Regions from separate parts of the Macaca mulatta genome. Here region 2 is linked to region 1. The links are chromatin contacts, called in public Hi-C maps. All regions are on one chromosome and are shown on one strand. The core of a region is the stretch at or near the end of the contact, and the rest is flanking DNA. Distances in the headings are between cores, read along the strand shown.

The links. A called contact is a pair of places that touch in the nucleus more often than the background predicts.
Region 2: a contact with region 1 is called in a Hi-C map of liver, with 2.9 times the contacts expected there. The contact joins the promoter of HOMER1 here to the promoter of JMY in region 1. A contact is called at or near these places in 3 of 14 Hi-C or Micro-C datasets (fetal cortex germinal zone, fetal cortical plate and liver).

The regions. Positions count from the first base shown.
Region 1 is chr6:85,595,286-85,601,229 of T2T-MMU8v2.0, reverse strand. JMY (junction mediating and regulatory protein, p53 cofactor) reads right to left here and starts at 3,767. Exons shown (of 11, transcript XM_015140328.3): 1 at 2,199-3,767. The coding sequence starts at 3,233. LOC144341459 reads left to right here and starts at 3,463. Exons shown (of 2, transcript XM_078004934.1): 1 at 3,463-4,068. The coding sequence starts at 3,463.
Region 2 is chr6:85,877,896-85,883,527 of T2T-MMU8v2.0, reverse strand. HOMER1 (homer scaffold protein 1) reads left to right here and starts at 3,027. Exons shown (of 9, transcript NM_001261570.1): 1 at 3,027-3,129. The coding sequence starts at 3,125. It also overlaps the pseudogene LOC106998794.

The sequences.
Region 1 (5,944 bases), core at 2,518-5,017:
TTTTTTAATGTAATCCCCTTTTTAAAGAGTTCTAGAAAACTATATATTTTGAGAGCTTATTTTTGACCCATTTGAATTAAAAAACCGGAGACAGTCGCTTTTTCTTCTTTTCTTTTTTTTTGAGACAGAGTCTCGCTCTGTTGCCCAGGCTCGAGTGCACTGGCAGGATCTCCTCTCACTGCAAGCTCCGCCTCCTGGTTCCCGCAATTCTCCTGCCTCAGCATCCCCAGTAGCTGGGACTACAGGCGCCCGCCACCACACCGGCTAATTTTTTTTTTTGTATTTTTAGTACAGACGGGATTTCACCGTGTTAGCCAGGATGGTCTCCATCTCCTGAACTCGTGATCTGCCTGCCTCGGCCTCCCAAAGTTCTAGGATTACAAGCGTGAGCCACCGCTTCCGGCCTGACAGTCGCTTTTTCTGAGTATCCAAAAAGTTAAAACCAGACAGGCCCACTCATCATGGAATTTTTAAAGAATATATAGTTTAAAAAAAATCTGTAAATCTAATAAAAGAAAGAAGCACTAACTTGGTTCTTGCAGTTTAAGAGAAATACAGGTCAATATTAACCAAACACTTCTGAGAATATATGTGGTCACTTAAGATTTGTCACTTCCTTCAAAAGAATTTAAGGTAGAACAGACTCCCGAAGTGAGGTGATAAAAAAGGAAAATAAAAACAGATACCAGGAACTCTAGGATCATGTTATAGAGTAAACCAACAGGAAGGACTGAAAAACTGGATTCAGGAAGTTGTAAGAGAGTACTATTGTATAAGCGAGAAACAAACATTTCTTAAATACTCAAGTCTAATAAAGAAAAAGTTCTCATATTCTACGAAAAAAACAGGACGCTCTAGCTCCCTAGTCTAACAGGGTTCAAGTATTATATATACATAGGCAGATAACAACACAATCTCAGGAATATAAACACCATAAAAAGGGGCATTTCAGGCCAGGCACAGTGGCTCACACCTGTAATCCCAGCACTTTGGGAGACCAAGGCAGGCGGATCACGAGCAGAAGATAAAGACCATTCTGGCCAAGATGGTGAAACCCCATCTCTACTGAAAAAAAAAGGAGCCGGGCTAACGTGTGGCGCGCACCTGTAGTCCCAGCTACTGAGGAGTCTGAGGCAGGAGAATCGCTTGAACCTGGGAGGCGGAGGCTGCAGTGAGCCGAGATCGTGCCACTGCACTCCAGCCTGGGAGACAGAGCGAAACAGTCTCCAAAAAAAAAAAAAAAGGTGGGCGGTGGTGCATTTCTCCACCAATCTCAATTGCATTAATAGTAAAAATAGTAACTTGCTTTGAGAAACTACGTGCAGTACCCATTAGGGAAAACTAAGTATATTTTAAAAGACTTTTTTTAGTGAAGTTCCTCCAGCAGAAGCCAGTGAGCAGGCATGAATTACACATTTCTTACACATTCTAGAGCCCCATATGTATATCCATTCAGACCCTTTTTTCCATTATTTTTTGTTACTTTAAGGATTAGTTTGAAAAAGCTTTTGTACTTCTACAGTAAGTACAAAAATACAACGAACATTCCTGCCCAGAGCCTTTATTTCTCCCTAAAACAGGAGTGAAACCTGAGCCATCTGTAAAGATCTGAGGTAGTCCAAAAAAGAAGAAACAAAACACTTATAAAAAATCTTTTAAAAATAAATTTGCATCCAATAGTCAGTAGGTGCTTTTTCACTTGGACAGGTCACCCGTTTAAAAATGAATTTAAAATTTGCGTCGGTTGCCACACTGCATAAAGAAGAATCAAAACAGAAGATCAACTTTGCTAGGTAAGACAAACTATTTTAAATAAAGGTGACACGGACAAAGAAGAGTTGATATCTGGGCAGTTATTGCTGGGAGAGCTTTAGGGGTAGAAAAATGCTCATGTAGCCTATGCTTACAGAACACTTTTCTGAGTGGCTTTAATTGCGCATTACCAGTACTGAGTAGTACACAGAGCGCATTTGATAAATGGGGAAGGAAATAAAGACTAAGGTCCTTCAGAGAGTCAATTAAGCAGCCACCCAGAGGGATGAAGGGGAAGGTAGATCAGGAACCCCTCTTGGTTTCCACTTGACCAGAAAAGCAACCGTCCTACCTGCGCACACCCGAGACCAAGCCTTCAGCCTTTGGTTTGGCCAGTAAACCAAAAGCGACCAGTAGAGCCCAGACTAGAGGCTCACTCAACTCACCTCCTGGATGCGCTTCCTGGCCCGCTGAAGCACTTCTTCGTAGCCCTTCTGCCGCAGTTCGCTGAGGCTTTCATAATACTCCTCGGGATCGTCGGTCTCGGTGAAGAGCACCTGGGAGAGGATCTTCCAGCCGCAGGTGTCCAGGCCGTGGCCCAGGTAGACCTGGAGCTGGTAACACAGACTGTCGATTTCCTGCTCCGTCATCTCGGGGGCGCCCCCAAACAGCACAGTCCACATGCCCGAAGGTTCCTCCGGGAACACCGGCAGGCACGACTCCAACTGCGAGTTCACCGAGCACAGCTGCTGGTGCACGGCGCGCAGGTCCTGGAAAGAGAAGAGTCCGGCCCAGCTGCACTCTTCGGCCGGAGACTCCAGCTCGGCGGCTGGCAGCGGCTGCTCCGCGTCCGAGAGCGCCAGAGGCGCCTCGTCCTCCTTCACCATTTCCAGCACCTCGATCTCCTCGGAGACCGTCCCAGAGGCGCTCACTATACGTACAGAGGACACCGGGGCCTCTTTCGGCGCCGGTCTGGCTGCTGCAGCAGCAGCGGCCCCCGCCGCATCGTTGGCTTCAGATACTCTCTGAACCGGGATGGGTTTGGCCCGCACTGGGCTCCTAAGACGACTCTCCGCCCCTTTGCTGCCAGGACTTCGCAGCCGCGGGTCCCCCAGAAGGCTGCCAGTGCTCCGAGGAGAACCGCCCTCCGCCCAGGCCGAGCTCCGCCGGGGCCCGGGGCTCCTAACCAGAGTTGCAGAGGCAGTGGCCTCGGGTCGGCCCCTGCCCGCCGGGCTGCCAGGCCCGCGGCTCCCGTCGGACGCAGCTCCGCCGGCCTCGGCGCCCCCTCGCGCCCCCGCCTGCTCCCGGGAGCCGCTCCTCTGCCTCTGGGCCGTCCGGTTGTGGCAGGTTATGGCAAACTTGCCCTCAATCTCGTTCCAGGCTACAATAAAGACGAATTTGTGCTTCTCGCGCTCGTCGAACACATGGGGCCGCACAGCCACCCAGTCTGACTCGAGCGTCTCCTCCAGCGAGAACGACATGGTGGCTCCGACCTAACGCGGGGAAGGGCCGCCGGCCCGGCCCGCTCGAGGACTCCCCGCTGGCTGCGCCGCGCCCCCCGCTCACCCTCGCCGGGCGCCTTCAGCCATCTTAGTGCGCCGGCCGGCTCTCCTCGCTCGTTCGCCCGTCGCTCCGCGCCACGACCACCGAGATCCTTTGTGGCGCGGCTCGCGGGAAGGACAATACGCGTCCCGGGAGCAGGTAGTTCACATGGTCACGTGCGGCCGGATCTGTTTACAAGCCCCGCGCTGCCGCAGCGTCTCGCGGCCGCCCGCCGCCCCCGGCGCGAGGCCGTGGAGCTGCGTCTGCGGCGCTCCGGGGGTGAGGCGCAGGTCCCGCGGGGTCAGGCCGGCGCTGTGTGCGCCCGGGTCGCTCGCCCAGGTCAAGCTCCCCGCCCCTGCTCCTGCTGCTGCCGCAGAAAGCCGGCAGCGGGTCAGACTGATGAACCCTTCTTCTAAACTCTGTGCCTCAGCATCGCCACAATGTTGCCATTCGACTGCTGACGTCGGCGGCTCCACGAGGGACGTAAACACGGGCACGTGCCGCACGCTGGTGACGCGGCGGCGGCGGCGCGCGCACCCCGCCAGTGCGCGCCGGCACCTCCCCTTGGCGTCCCCTGAGCCAGCCCGCGAGCGGCCGCGCTCCCGACTCTCCTTCCTTCCGCGCAGCCTCCTGTTCCCCCGGGCTGGAGCTCGCTGTCGGCGGGTTGCCGGCTCCGAGGGCGTTGTGAGTGGCAGGTGTGCCCTGCTGCATAAGTGGCTTCCGAACCCGGGAAAAGAGACTGAGGCGAAGGAACTGAGACGTTTCGCACTCCAGGTATTGAGCCCCTCGAATGTACGTTTGTCTCCATTCTCCTGGAGGAAGCCCGACGGGCAGTCGCTCCTGTGTTCAGAAGTAGCGTGTCGCCGCGGGGAACGGTGTGCTGAACTCTTGTGGGGCTCGCCCCCAGCCTGTTAAGTTCTGCCCTTGAGACCAAAACAAAAAAACAAAAAAAAAATTCCAAAAGATTTTCTGGAAAGACAAAGTTTAAGATATGAAAGGAAGGTGTCTGAGGACAGCCCAGTAACAGTCCAAAACAAAATGAAAAATGAAAATGCCATGTCCTAAGAGCAAGAATGTTTACATTTCAGTTCATTGGTGTTTTATTGCTTCAGGTTTCATCATTATGTACTTTTCTGTGAACCTCGTTTTGAGGTCACTGGGCTTTAGCCCTTTTGAAGTTGTATTCAATTATGGGAGTTCCCAGAATGCATATACAAAAAAAGTCATATCAATCTCTGCTATTCTTACTAAACTATGATGAAACACATTCTTGAAATTAGTAGACTTTATAATCCAGTTTATATTATTGGCTTTCTTTTTACGATTAGTATACAAGTCACAGATATTGTGCACTGTAGTAAAGAACAACGGGAATTAGTTATTCTTTTACATTTATTCACATTTCTAAACACAAAACCGTTCGAATTAGTCTTGTATTGTTAGGTTCAGTAATAAACAGCTGTTTATTCAGATGACAGAACAGTACTGAACTAAGCTTCAAACTTAGCTCAGTATTATCTATCTTAAAACTCTAAGCTTCAACACTTGATTCAGTATTGTCCTGATATTTGAATAAACAACCCCCCCAAAAAATTTTTGAGACAGAGTCTCACTCTGTGGCTCAGGCTGGAGCACAGTGGCACGATGTCAGCTCACTGCACCTCCGCCTCCCAGGTTCAACTGATTCTCCGGCCTCAGCCTCCCAAGTAGCTGGGATTACAGGCACACACCACCAAGCCCGACTAATTTTTGTATTTTTATTAGAGATGGTGTTTCTTCATGTTGGCCAAGCTGGTCTCAAACTCCTGACCTCAGGTGATCCTCCTGCCTTGGCCTCCCAAATTGCTGGGATTACAGGCGTGAGCCACTGAGCCCGTTAGGTTTTTAACATTTTGTACAGTTTGTTATGTGAAACCACAGATTTTCAAAGTTTACAACTGTGAATTTGTGTCAAATCTCAAATGCAAGTCAGAGACACGTTTTGAAAGGCAAAAAGGAGAGAAAAGCCATTTCAAATCTGAATTAGGGGGCTGGGAATGGTGACTGACGTCTGTAATCCCAGCACTTTGGGAGGCTGAGTTGGGTGGATCACTTGACGTCAGGAGTTCAAGACCAGCCTGTACAACATGGTGAAACCCCCAACTCTACTAAAAATACAAAAATTAGCTGGGTGTGTGGCACACGCCTGTAATCCCAGCTACTTGGGAGGCTGAGGCAGGAGAATTGTTTGAACCCAGGAGGCAAAGGTTGCTGTGATCTGAGGTCATGCCCTGCACTCCAGCCTGGGCGACAGAGTGAGACTCCACCTCAAAAAAGAAAAGAGAAAAGAAAAAAGGTTTGAATTACCAGCTAAACAAACAGTAGCACATTATAGAAAACTTTCTCTTCTTTTTTGCTAAAAAGCAACCGCAAAAAGTTAGTTTTTCTGATAAAACATTACGGACACAAACCCTTTATGTATAATTGTGAATACAGAGAATGAATGTTAAAAGAATTTGTTTATAAGTTCTGTTCAGAGGATGAGAAAAAGAAATAAAAATTATTAAAAAAATAGTCCGGGCGCGGTGGTTCACGCCTGTAATCCCAACACTTTGGGAGGCTGAGGTGGGCGGATCACAAGGTCAGAAGTTCGAGACAAGCCTGGCTAACA
Region 2 (5,632 bases), core at 1,778-4,277, 280 kb before region 1:
TCTTTTATTTAAACTACGTTGAAATTGACATATAACTTTCCTAATAATCACTTCATAGGCTGGTAATCCTATGTTCTGGATTTTCCAGGTCACTTCAGATTCAACTTTTTTTTCTAATGTCAAATGGTGTGTCTAGATTTTGGTTTGGAAAACAGGGTCACTAAATTTGTAGACTAACTTGAAACAGTATTGACCTTTGGCAATACGTATCAATTCTATTTCTTGGCCATGATTAAGTAAAATAAAACCAAAGTTCACTATATGAATTTACCTAACTTAAAATTTTGTTTTTACCTATTCATTTTAAAATAATTTAAGAATGCTGTAGTAATTTACAATGTAAAAAGCATTCCTAATATGGCGTTTTATAGACACAAACACATACATAGCTAGCACTCTTATAGAGAGCTACTCACCCTTGCCATACAGAAAATGCAAAACAACACACTTAAGAGATATTGTAATTATATACTATGTGGTCAAAACTAAAGAAGATAAAAATATGCTTGTGCTAATGAAAAAGGATTTGGTGGTCTTTCCAATTTTTAATTTTTAATTTAAATTCCACAGACTGAAACCCATATATTTTTTTCTCTTTCTTGTTTTATTGTCTGGAGGCAAGTGTCACGGAACTCATATTCTTGATGAAGAGAAACTGAGAGGACACACTGGCATTTGCTATGCATGTGACGATAATTATCTGAGTGAACTAAGACTGACTCATTTTCCTATGCCAAAACTGCTCTTTTGCAAATAAAATTACTATCCTTTATAACATTACTTCGTTTGCTTATTGCTCTGCTCTTTATTCTTTCGTGTTTCAGGTAACCAATAAGAGAAAAAGTTTAAAAGTCCACTACGTCCAGAATGGCACTCAATAACTGAAAATTGAGGTAATTTTTCCGAAGTTCTTGTTGGAAGTACATCTACCAGTAGTGTGATCAGGCTCTCCCTCCCACATTTCCCTGCTAGTTAGGACAGGAGAAGCCCGGGGGTGCTGCTGCAACAGCGGTGGGAGTGGGAGATAGGATATTACCCGCTTGACACTTCTGCACTTCTGCTACGAATGATTCACTCCGGTTTGGCACATTTGTTGCAAGGAAATCTCCTCCCGCCGCTTCCTTGTTCGAGCTCCTCTCGGGCTGTCTCCTGTGCTTTGGCCTTTAAGGAGAAGCGAGAGCAGGTGGGCACACAGGAGCTCGCCGAGTCCTCCTCCCCCTGCTCCTTCCCTAATTTAGCAGTACTTCCGGCCGCGTGACATCATCCCCCGCACCCCGGTGACGTGAGCAGCGGGTGACGTGTGTGCGGAGAGGAGCGCGCTGACGTTGCTACTTAAAGGTCCTCCTGCGGGGAGGATGGAGACACAGCGCGAGCACCTGGTGTGGGGCGCGGAGGAGGCTGTGGCGGCCGGGAGCGGGGCCAAGAGCCAGCGGAGGAGCAGAGCGCACGGCCCGCCAGCCGCCGGCCTCTAGGGGAGGGGGGAAAACAAGGACGGACGGACTGAGGGCCTGCCGCCGGCCCAGCTCCCCACGAGGGCCGCTCGGCCCCGCACCACCATCCTCTCCGCCGCCTCGCGGCTGCTGCTTGCTCCCGCTGCCCACTGCCCGCAGGGCCCGTCGGGCTCCCGGGACCCGTCCGCGCACCAGCCCCCAGCCGCGGCTCCGCGGCGGCCACCGCCTCCCGCCCTCTCCCGCGAGCAGGGGGAGGTACCGCCCTCGCCCCCCCGTTCTCTCCGCCCCCTTCCCGCCCCCCGCAGCCCACTGCCTCCGCGCTCGCCTCACGCCGGCGGCGCTGACTGGGAAAGCGGCACCCTCCGCTCTGCCAGCCGGCCGGTGCAGGCGGAGGCAGCGGCGGGCTTCAGGCCGCCGGGGCTGGCGCTGCTCTGCCCGGCGGGAGCCGGAGGCCGGCGGAGGCGGGCGCTGATGGAAGTGTGAAGAGGCGGCGGCGGGGCCCGGGGAATGTGAGGCGGCGCGTGGCGGCGGCGCGGAGCGTGAGAGACGAGGAGCAGGGGTGGGGGCGCTGGAGCGGCGGCTGCGCTTCGGCTTCGAGCCCAGCTCTCCTGGCCCCGACGCGGTCTTAGCCTCCCGCCTTGGCTCGGGCAGGCGCCCGTCGACCCTTCGGCCCCTTTCGCCCGCCCTGGAGCTGGGGGCAGGGCGCCAGTGGAAGCGTGGGGCTTGGCTCTGTGATTCATTCATTCTCCGCCGACGGGAGCCTCAGATCCGCTGTGCTCTGAAGAGAGGAGGGAAGAGGGGGCAGCCGCGAATGAAGGGCCGGGCGCGAGCCGGGCTCCATTGTGCTCGGCGGCGGGGGGCGGGAAGGGGCTGAGGGAGGTGGGATCGGGCCCCCTTCTCCAGCTCCCCGGCGTGCGCTGCGCCCCCAGCCTGCTGCCAGCCTGGAAATGGCTCCGTTTATTCTCCTCGGGAGAATGAATCGATCCTGCCCAGCCTTCTCTTCCTCCTCCCCACCTCTTCTCTGCTCCGAGTCTTAGGAGAAGAAACATTAAAAAAGACAGATTCCAATGTGGAGTGCCGTGCAGGTTGGGAGCTGCCGGATTTGCACTTCGAGGAGATTTTTCTATGTAGTTTTTTTCCTAATGTGAGCGCAGGGAAGCCGTGGCATTACTGCTTTTGGGATTTTTATTCACGTGCACGTCGCGTTTGGTTGCTCGCTCCACCCCCGGGGACCTGGTGTGGTGGAGAAATTTGAACCCGCAGCCTTAGCTCTGAAAAGGCCGAGTTACCTGGCTTTCCCTGAGTGTCGAGGAGGACATGAGTGAAATGACCAGCGAACTCATTTTTTTATAGGACTCGGTGAAGCCGGATTCTGCATTTTCCTACTTGTAGACTCGTTTTGTGGAATAGAATTGATCGCTGTCTCCTCCGCAAAGCGTTTTAACTCGAATAAGCAAATGCCGCCTCTGTTTGAACGTTTTGGTATTTACAAGAAAGAAATCATTTTACCTAAGAGAACTAATTGAATTGGCAGCATCCTTGAAATACCTCCGGACAAGGATCTAGGGGTGGGGGTGGAAAATCAACTGCGAAATAGCAGACGGAGAAATTCCTTTGGAAGTTATTCCGTAGCATAAGAGCTGAAACTTCAGAGCAAGTTTTCATTGGGCAAAATGGGGTAAGGATTTTTGTGCTTAACACAGCTTCGAATCTGTTTATGTATGTGTATTATTGAGCGGTGGTGGTGATTGCGTTTTGTGTTTTCAAACAAACTTGCCACCTTGCTAAGCTGGTCATACTTTAAAGAAATAGGCATGCTAACCTTTTAGGTTATTTTTGCCTTTTTGTAGAGCGGTACCAGAGGTCGTAAACACATACATCGTTTGTAACTTGAATATGGATTTGTGAGTAATATTTACAAAGACAACGCATTCTACACTTTACTGGTCAGACTGCTGCATCAGTTTGTCATCAGAATCACATTGTCTTAGCTTTTGCTGATGGTTATCTTTCAAAGAGAAGTACTACACTCTCTCAGTACTTTTAGATAATCAGTTGCACAAAGGAACGATTGTAATGAGTGGTTAGACAACAGTCCTTGAAAGTGATCCAGAGTAAATTGTTGCCCTCACGGTGCCCTCTCTTTTGCCCTTGAATATCCAAAGCTAAAATGTATAGAATTGATTTACTGGGACGTTAAAACGAAAATCTGAAATTCAGTCTTACTGATGCGGTCACCACGGTGCGGGTGCATTCCGTACGAAAAGGCTTTTTGTTTAAGGAACTTGTTCACTCCTTTTGTTTTTCGCTTTTAAGCTCAGCCCTTCAGTTTGTGTTAACAATATCAGATCTACACCTTCCTTCGGACCCAGAACCAACCTAGAGTGCATTTTCCAGTCTTTTATTAACTCTTCACACTGTGGGTTGATGAAATGCTAGTGACACTTCCTAATTTAAGCTGGAAACCCATAATATATTAATGGAGTAATCTGATTTCATTGACAGATTGTCATTGGTTTTTGGCGGAAGAACATCCAGAATTTTCTCTCTTTGTGTGTGTGTGTGTCGTTGAACAAACACATCTAAAGTGTAGTTGAGGGACAGGTTTTGAAAGAATGGACTCTGAAATTCATTGTGATGGTTTAGGGGTGTACACACGCTTGAAACTTTCTGAGGAAAGTTCCTGAATAGTACCTTCTTTTTGGAGTTAGAATTTGAAGTTTAATATGCATAACTTTGAAAATTTAGAACGTGTTGTAGGAGACTTTCCTCAGAAATGAATGACAAAGTGATAATTGTTTTAAAAACTTGAATGACAAGTGATGAGAGTATATATAACTTGCATGATTTGGGGGTACTGCTAAGAGTAATTAAAATGCCTCATTCTATTTCTAGCGCTGCTATTAGTAGCTTAGTGATCTGAGGCAAATTGCTTAACCTCTGTGGACTCTATTTCTTATCTGTAAAATGAAGGAATTAGAGATGACTTAAAGATTTCTTCAAACTGTAAAAAATGAATTATTTTCTTTTTATTCTCCTCATTTTAATGATCACTAGTTGGTTTCTGGAAGTCGATCTTTCTGATGGAGACCTTTTTCTCTCTAAGCAGTTTAAGCACTTAACGCTGAAAAATAATGGCATTTGAAAAATGTTCTGGATGAATTGCACCAATTTTACATGAGAAAAATACTGAAAAATACTACTGTTCAAAACCTTAGAAATATGGCTTCCCTTGAGCATCTGCAGCTCTGTTTAAAACATGTTGGAGGAAAAAAAAATCAAGCAGCAGTTTTTCATGTTGATGGCTGCATTTTGTCTAGACTGTGAAGTAGTAGCATCATGGAAGAAAATCAGTTTTCCACAACCTTTAAGCTGCATGAATGCCTGTCATTTTACCAAGGGAAGCTTAGGCTGAATATTTTTTTCCTGCCTCAGGTTCATTTGTACAAATAGCACAGGAGGACCCCAGCCCCATGCAGGTGGCAGCCTGGTTGGGGGTTGCACCAGTCCTGTCCTCACGTTGGCAGACAGATATCTAATCTGAAGCCTTTGTAGGGGCCTGGGCACCTTTGGGAGCCTTAGCTGGAACTGAAGCTGGAGCTGCAGCCTGGGCCTTGGTTTTATCCTTGTCCTTGGCCTTTGGCCAGGACAGCCTGAGCCCCTTGGCAGTGCGGGCATGAGCATGCTTCCCAGGCTTGGGGTGGGCAATGTAGTCAAGTTGATTGAGCTTGCGGATGACACCCTTTGGGATCTTGGGCTTAACCTCCTTGGGCTTTATGAGGGCCTTGATAACCTTGGCACATGTACTCATGGCCTTGGCACTGTTAGCCTGCATCTTTTTTAGGCCCTTCTTGTTGTGTTTCTTGGCAAATCGCATGTTCCTCAGGAACTTGGGGTCCACCCCCTTAAGAGATTCGTATCTTTGTGATTGGGATTTCTTGATACCATTTCTGTGCCATTTTCAGGACTGGTTGTGTGTGGTGTGGTTGTTGGTCTTGGTTATGTTTGCACCTTAAGCTACGGCTCCTGAAGTGCCTAGAACCGGAAGAGACAGGATGAATTTAATACTGAAGGGGCTACTGTTTAAAATGGGAAAGTAAGCCCCACACATAACATGTATTTAGACACTTAGCATAATTAATTTGTTTATAAATGAATGTATCTGTCCTTTAGTCAATAAA